2 separate regions of the Sus scrofa genome follow, and region 1 is linked to region 2. The links are chromatin contacts, called in public promoter capture Hi-C maps. All regions are on one chromosome and are shown on one strand. Each heading gives the region's core, a stretch centred on a gene start, on an enhancer-like site or on the middle of the called end of the contact. The rest is flanking DNA. Distances are from core to core; before and after follow the strand shown.

Region 1 (3,675 bases), core at 854-3,353, 2.8 Mb before region 2:
TCTCTCATATATATTCCTGAAGTCCTCTCTATGTGTGTGTCTCAAACTTTTCCATCACACTAACCCTTAGCAAGTACACAGAGTCCTACCTCTGCTCCTCTTAAAGACTGAATGCTTTAAGACTACCTATATTCAGGAGTTCCCATCGTGGTGCAGTGGTTAACGAATCCGACTAGGAACCATGAGGTTGCAGGTTCGATCCCTGCCCTTGCTCAGTGGGTTGACGATCCGGCATTGCTGTGGGCTGTGGTGTAGGTTGCAGACTCGGCTTGGATCCTGCATTGCTGTGGCTCTGGTGTAGGCTGGCGGCTACAGCTCTGATTGGACCCCTAGCCTGGGAACCTCCATATGCCGTGGGAGCGGCCCAAGAAAAAAAAAAAAAAAAAAAAAAAAAAGATTACCTATATTCATTGCATCTATTTCTTCATCTTCTACCTCCGTCAATCACTCTGATTTACCTTCCACTCCCACCACTCCAAAGATATACCACTAAGCTGTCAATGCGTTAAGTCCTGTGGACACTTTTTAGTTCTATACCTTTTTATATATATACACACACATATGTATATATGTATATATATACACACTAATATATATATATTAGTGTTTTAGGACCTTACCCATGGCATATGGAAGTTCTCAGGCTAGGGCTCAAATCAGAGCTGCAGCTGCTAGCCGATGCTGCAGCCACACCAGATCCAAACTGGTTCCTGTCTCCTTTGCAAGTTCATTCATTTCTGTACAGTCATTTAATGTTGGATTCCACAAGGCTCAATCCTAGGGCCTTCTTCATCACTCTTAACTCCAGCAGAGGACAAGCTTATCTATTTCCAAGGCTTCAACAGCCAAAATACACAACTGTTGGCTCTCCAATTTATTTCTCTACTCCAGACCTTTTATTTGAGCTTCAGATAAGTACATTACAATTACTTGCTTCAAAGTATCTCCACTTATATACCACAGAGAAAACTAAACTCAACAAACAGTTTTGTTTTGTTTTTTCCTCTCCTCAGTCTGCAACCAGAACGCCTCATGGCGACGCCAGATCCTTAACCCACTGATAGAGGCCAGGGATCAAACCCGAATCCTCATGGATACTAGTCGGATTCGTTTCGCTGCGCCACAAGAGGAACTCCCTGAACTCAACAAATCTTAATCTTCTCTCTGAAATCTAATCTCCTCCACTGTTCCCTCTCTTGATGAAAGACAGACACCATCATCCATCACTTAACAACGTTCTAGCTAGTACCCATATCTCTGTCAGCACTAAGTATTATTTTCACCTTCTGAATATCACTCAAATTCATCTACTTCTGCTCTCAACAACGTTATTACTCTTTCCTTTGAGTCTCTTCTGATTCCCTACAATTAATTCTCCACACTGCAGTGCTATTTTTTAAAACAGATTTAACCATATCATGTCCCACTACCCAAGCTTAAAACCCTCCAATGCAGGACTGTCCGAGAGAAATATAACACCAGCACTATATGTCATGCCACTGAAGATACAGTCCTGGTCTAACTGGGCACAAGTACCACGTATGAGGCCTAGCACGGCGGCATCCTTTTCGGTCCCCTGTTCCCATTTTCTCCTCAACCTGGCGTTCGTCAACGCCGTAAAGATATCTGTATTAGCCTCTAGCTCACTTCCCTGAGTTCTTCACCTTCACCCTCCTCCCCTTCCCCAGATTCTCACAATAATCCCTCACCTGGTCACGAAGTCGCGCAGTTGCTGACCCCAAAACAGCCGGACACGAAGGAAGCGGAGCGTCAATGTTTACTTCCTGACTTTCCTTCCTCTCCCGGCACCCACTGCGGCGCCTTCCGGACGACTAACACATGCGCACCAAAGACTCTGGGTCTCGGACACCCAAACGACGCTGGTCTCGCGAGATCTCGATCCGTACCTACCTCTCTACAGGGGGTCTCTAGTTTTGGGTTAGAATTGAGCAGCTCATTTTTGTTTGTTTGTTTGTTTTTTGTTGTTGTTGTTGTTGCTATTTCTTGGGCCGCTCCCGCGGCATATGGAGGTTCCCAGGCTAGGGGTCGAATCGGAGCTGTAGCCACCAGCCTACGCCAGAGCCACAGCAACGCGGGATCCGAGCCGCGTCTGCAACCTACACCACAGCTCACGGCAACGCCGGATCGTTAACCCACTGAGCAAGGGCAGGGACCGAACCCGCAACCTCATGGTTCCTAGTCGGATTCGTTAACCACTGCGCCATGACGGGAACTCCTGAGCAGCTCATTTTACATCCTGTGCTTTTTCAACTCTTTTTCTTTTTGAGTCGCAGAATTTTACGACGTAAAACAAAACATGCAAACAAAAGTTTTAGTGCCGAGAACAGACAACAGCTTATGCTTCACGAAATGAAATCAAAGTGCAACGAAATGAATGCGGAAGTGCTTGAAGTTAAAAAAGCAGTGAAAGTTTTCCTGCTGAGGCTCAGAGACACCGGCGGCGTTTCTGCCGGAGCGCTGCGAAGCGGGTTCCTTCCCCAGCCCGTGCGGTGGGTTAAGGATCCTGCCTGCAGCATAGGTCGCAGCTGTGGCTCGGTTCTCATCCCTGGCGAGGGAACTCCATATGTCGTTGGGCAGCCAAAAATGAAAGAAAGAAAGAGTTAAAATTAGTATTAATTAGTAGCTAGTGTAACACGCTGGGGACGTGGTAAACACAGTCTTTCCCTCTTCGAATTTACATCATACAGAGTGAGAAAGACACTAAGTTTTTCCGGTGATTTGTAGAAAGCTGCTATCAAAGGAATACCAGGTCCTCTGAGGATATATGGATCTAATCCGTAATTGCAACACTTTGCCCCAAAGTGATCTTGTGTTTTACTCTTAGGAAAAAAGCTCTTTAGAACGATTTCCGTTGTGTGAAAACAAAACAATGATATATATGGCATCTGAACTTTCCTTTAAAGTGTAATGTGAAATAAAGTGCTGGAAAATAAGCAGTAATTTTGGAGTAGAACTTTCTCTGAGTTTTTTTTTTTTTTTTTTTTGCTTTTTTAGGGCCACACCCGTGGCTTTATGGAGATTCCCAAGCTAGGGTCGAATCAGATCTGTAGCTGTGGGCCTACAGAATCCCAGTTGTGTCTTTGACCTACACTACAGCTCAGGGCAATGCCGGATCCTTAACCCACTGAACAAGACCAGGGATTGAACCTGCATCCTCATGGATGCTAGTCAGATTAGTTAACCGTTGAGCCACTACGGGAACTCCAATGTTCTGGTCAACATTTTGTTTTTTGAAATAACACGTATATATTCCTTCCAAATGTCAAAGTGAAAATAGCTAACATCCTTGTCTCAATAAAAGATCTCATTATCATATAATCTATTTTTTTCTTATTAATTTTCAGTGTCCAGGGCATAAGAATGTAATTATTAATTTTGATTGTGCAAGGCAATAGTTGAAAAGAAGTTGTCAGAAAATAGTCTGAACTTGATCAGTCTGTGAATCACTCAAGCTTTATTTTTATCTCCTTAAAACAATTGCTGAAATTTGCTTGGAAGTGTAAAGGCCTGTTTAGTTAAAACCACCAAGAACAAACCAGGGAGCACATCTCCCAGAGGAATTATGTGTGCTTGACAAGATTCTTCTCTAATCTTTTGTAAAGTTTGGATTCCCCCTGGAGGATTCTGATGGGGATCTAAGGAAGCAGGAATCAG
Region 2 (3,894 bases), core at 1,291-3,790:
CTCATTGGGTATTTTCAAGACTGCCACGGGGAATCAGCTGCCAGTTTACTGCAATGTGGAAAACTGCACGAGATTCTGGGATCGGACTCAAAATGCTAATTTCAAAGGTCGAATGAAGCTGTGGCTCACGTTTTCGTGTGCCTGAGCTCTCAGCAAGCAGAAGAACAAAGACCCAGCTCGAGAAGGCAGAGGCAGAGACCCATCTCAAATCTTTTTTCCTGAGATAATTTTGGAATCATGCCTGAAATGCCGGAGAATATGGAACAGGTAAGAGCTAGCTATTCAAGAAAAGAAGCATTCTGGAGTTAGAGTTTCCTTAAAAGCACCCCAATGAACAAATGATAAAAACCGAAAGGGTGTGTGAAAAAACAGAAATGAGTGTCATTCCTTTCTTTAAAACATCACTTTGGGACTTGACTTGGAAGAATGAAGTAGCTAATTATTAACCCTGTATGGAGAGTTCAGCTAAGTCTCCATTAAAAAAAAAAAAAAATCCCAAACAACAGTAGTTTCATTTACCAGATTAATGCAATGCTGTAGGTGAAAGTTATATATAAATAACGATTTTATCTTTCTTTGTTTTGGCATGGATTGAATCTGCTAACCTAAACTTTATCTCCAGATTACTCTTTTTAAATTTATAGTTTTAGCCACTAAGTGAACTTGGATATTGTCTGTATAATAATAGCGTTTTTATTTACACTGAAATTTCCATTTTTATAAAGAATGATTAAAACCCATATACGAGCATATGCCCCTAGGGATCATACCCAAGGTTCCCCTGGCGAGTATCATATCAGATTCTCAAATTTAGGCAAGTAAATTCCTTTATTCCTCTAGATAAGTCTGCTCTGAGAATCAAAATGCTAATTGCATATGCATATCCTTAAATCGTCTTCACGTTGAACAATCAATTTTTTTTTCTTTTGTAGAGATTATAACGCATCACTGTAAACTTTACAAAAAATCCTCAGTTTTTAAAGAGAGGAGGATCGGGAGAATCTTGAATCCCTCCCCCCAGTACCACCGACACCTTTTCTTTGTTGCAGATTATGCGCGGTTACTGTTGGGGCAGTCCTCTCTAGGACTCTTAACAGTGCTAATTGATTTATAGCCGGGATTGAAACAAAAATTGTAAAGTGTTGGGGGGGCCTCAGGCTCTCCTGCTATTGTTCCAAAGAAACCTGATGCTTACACAAATAAGGAAATGAGTTCTTGTGGGGGTTGGGTAGGAAAGAAAGTCACGGGACTGAGACGTGGAAAAACTTTTTTTAAAGGCTGCTTGCCTAGTGTTCAGCTGGAAGATGAAACCAAAAAAAGCTTTTATGCAATTAACGTCGTTTTAGAAGAATCCAAGCAGTAATCAACATTTCTGGGCGACTTTTATTAGAGTCTCTGTCTTCTGTGTGTCTGGACAAAAACACTCAGACTGTTCAGTGGAAAGCTGGTGAACCCTACACGGTCCATGCTCGGATTTTTTCTGAGTAAATTTCACCGGCATCCCGGCTGGCATGGGACGTTTTGGTTTTAAACTGAAAGAAAATACGGTTGCGTGCTAGGTCAGCTTCAATGCTTAGGGCTGTTTTAATTTGTTACTTTAAAAAAAAAAAAAAAGGGTGATACAGGTGGTAGAAGATCCGTTGGTCTTTTTCCCCTTTGGTTCCTTTCATTTTCCGAGGTAGCAGAGGCGCCGCTGTGTAGCCAAATGCTGCAGCCTGTAAGGCGGTGCTTCTCAAAGGGTGGTCTTGACTCCAGTTATATCCCCTAAAATGTGGAGCCCCAGGCTCTAGTTCCACAGCTCATACTGAAGTTATTGGTAAAGTACGAGAACGTACGTTTTAAAGTGGCACCCAAACAATTCACCCCCAGACTCCCACACCTTTTTATTTTTAACTAGTTAAAAATAGTTTGCCATTTTTGGAATTTCACACGTACTACCTTTGTGCATCCCAGAAAGACAAATGGGTTCTTCAGAGGCTGATGACTCAGATGTCAACACATTTATTTTTACTCCTCTCTTTATAAAATCTCTCTCTCAAAAACAAAGATCCCTCATTGCTCTAGGGATACATGTCCAATTGTGCTTCCTCTTCCCTTGCCTCATCCCTCCTACCATATCTTTAAAATGTTTTGTTCCACTTTATGTTTTACGTGCCCAGTTAATCCTTATGCACTGCGCACAGTCTACAAACTTGGAAGTCCAGGCGATCCAATTCAATTCTTACCTAGTCGAAAAGGGAAAACTAAATAAACATCCCCAGTTCCTCCTCCCAGCCCGCAAACAAAACTCAAGAGTCCCGGTTTAAAGCTGAGGCCTTTGTTTCAGGTAGCCCTTTAAGAGTCGGCGCGTGGGCTGGGAGCGTCCTGAGCGCGCCCGCCCCCTTTTTGGGGCGTCGGTGGAGCGTGGCCAATCAAGAGTGTCGGTCTTGGCGGCGGAAGCCGGAAGCGGTGGGAGGGGGCCGGCCCGGACCAGGGGAGGCGGGCCTAGGGCGTTGGAGCTGCGGCTTACGGCGTTCTTGGGCTGGAGGAAGTGGCGGACGCTGCGGCGGCGTCGCCAAGACGGCGGGCATGGTGGGGCGGGAGAAGGAGCTCTCTATCCACTTTGTTCCCGGGAACTGCCAGTTAGTGGAGGTGAGGGAATCGGCCCCGGGTCTGGAGGCGGGGTGGGGGGGGGGGACGTCTCGTGGGAACCGAGTGAGCGGAGGGGGACGAATCTGGTGGTGGGGCTGGAGTACTTTTCCAGACGCATTCAGTCGGAGCTGAGGCCCCGGGAGGCTGGGGCGGCGCCGCCGAGTTTGTTTATCTCGGTTTCTGTGTCTTTTCTTAGCAGCTGCGACAGGATAAGTTGAATTTCATTTTCAAGTTTCCTGTCTCCCCTCCCAGGAACGAAGAGGGGTTTTCGGAGATGTTTCGGTTTTGATTTTTTTTTTTTAATCTTTTTTGTTTTTATTCTCCGATTTTAATTCCTATCTCTGAAAAGGGGCCGGGTGGCCTTTCAGAAATAGGAACAGGATTGGAGATGAAGAGTGAGTTCTTAGTTTAAAAACATACAACTATATTATGCACTTTACGTACATTATTTACTTTAATCCTTATAACTGTGAGTTTCTAGTTTTGCTCCATTTTACAGGTAGGAAAACTTGGGGCTTAGAGGGCGAGTACTTGGCCCAAGTGCATTTAGTACGGTTGCATCCGGAATTCAAATACAGGTCTGTTTCCCAAGCTTTGAACCATTGCGGAGGTTGCATAAACGAAAGCTGTTAACTGTGTTTGGAGAGCCCCCTTCTCTACCGTTTCATTCCACGCCCCCCAGCATACACCAGTTCACAGAATATATCTAGCTCTGGGAATAAAGAGATTATTAATGCCCAGATCGATATGTCTTAGAAGGTTCAGGTGAAGGCTATCTCTGATAATGCAAAATTTTTACGCTTCCGGAATGTAGCATATTTAGTGTTTTCAAATCACTTTGGGACTTAGGGGGTAGAGTTAGGGTAGATAGCCTATTTTAAACCTCGATATTGTTTCTGTGTATCCCAAGCAATGCTGAGTAGTAACATTACATATCGTTTATGTGCATTCTCGCATATGAATGTATATGTGTGTATGTAAAGCTTGATAAGTTCTCACAGTAGGGGTTCAGTAGACCAGTGAAAATGGATTTTCCTTCGTTAAAATTGTAGCCAAAACTTGATGTATTTTTGCTGCTCTCAAAACCTATAAAATTGAACCTCACTCGTGAGAATGAAGACGAAGTTTATGTTAGAGAATGAGATGTAGTGGTTACTGGTAATAATACTATTTGTAGGGTACAGAAGGGTGACAGTGGATGTTAGACTGGTGTCACCTAGGTATCTTAAAAAGTTTCTTAAAGTCCAGGAGTATTTATTCAAA

The links. Promoter capture Hi-C pulls out the DNA fragments that hold promoters and counts their contacts.
Region 1: a contact with region 2 is called in a promoter capture Hi-C map of liver, with 14 times the contacts expected there. The contact joins the promoter of SLU7 here to the promoter of MAT2B in region 2. A contact is called at or near these places in 1 of 5 promoter capture datasets (liver), 1 of 47 Hi-C or Micro-C datasets (liver) and 2 of 2 datasets of contacts at active chromatin or transcription factors (alveolar macrophages and skeletal muscle).

The regions. Positions count from the first base shown.
Region 1 is chr16:63,116,854-63,120,528 of Sscrofa11.1, reverse strand. It overlaps SLU7 (pre-mRNA-splicing factor SLU7), which reads right to left and starts at 2,103. Exons shown (of 16, transcript XM_003134093.4): 1 at 1,710-2,103.
Region 2 is chr16:60,270,289-60,274,182 of Sscrofa11.1, reverse strand. MAT2B (methionine adenosyltransferase 2B) reads left to right here and starts at 2,540. Exons shown (of 7, transcript NM_001142832.1): 1 at 2,540-2,631. The coding sequence starts at 2,569.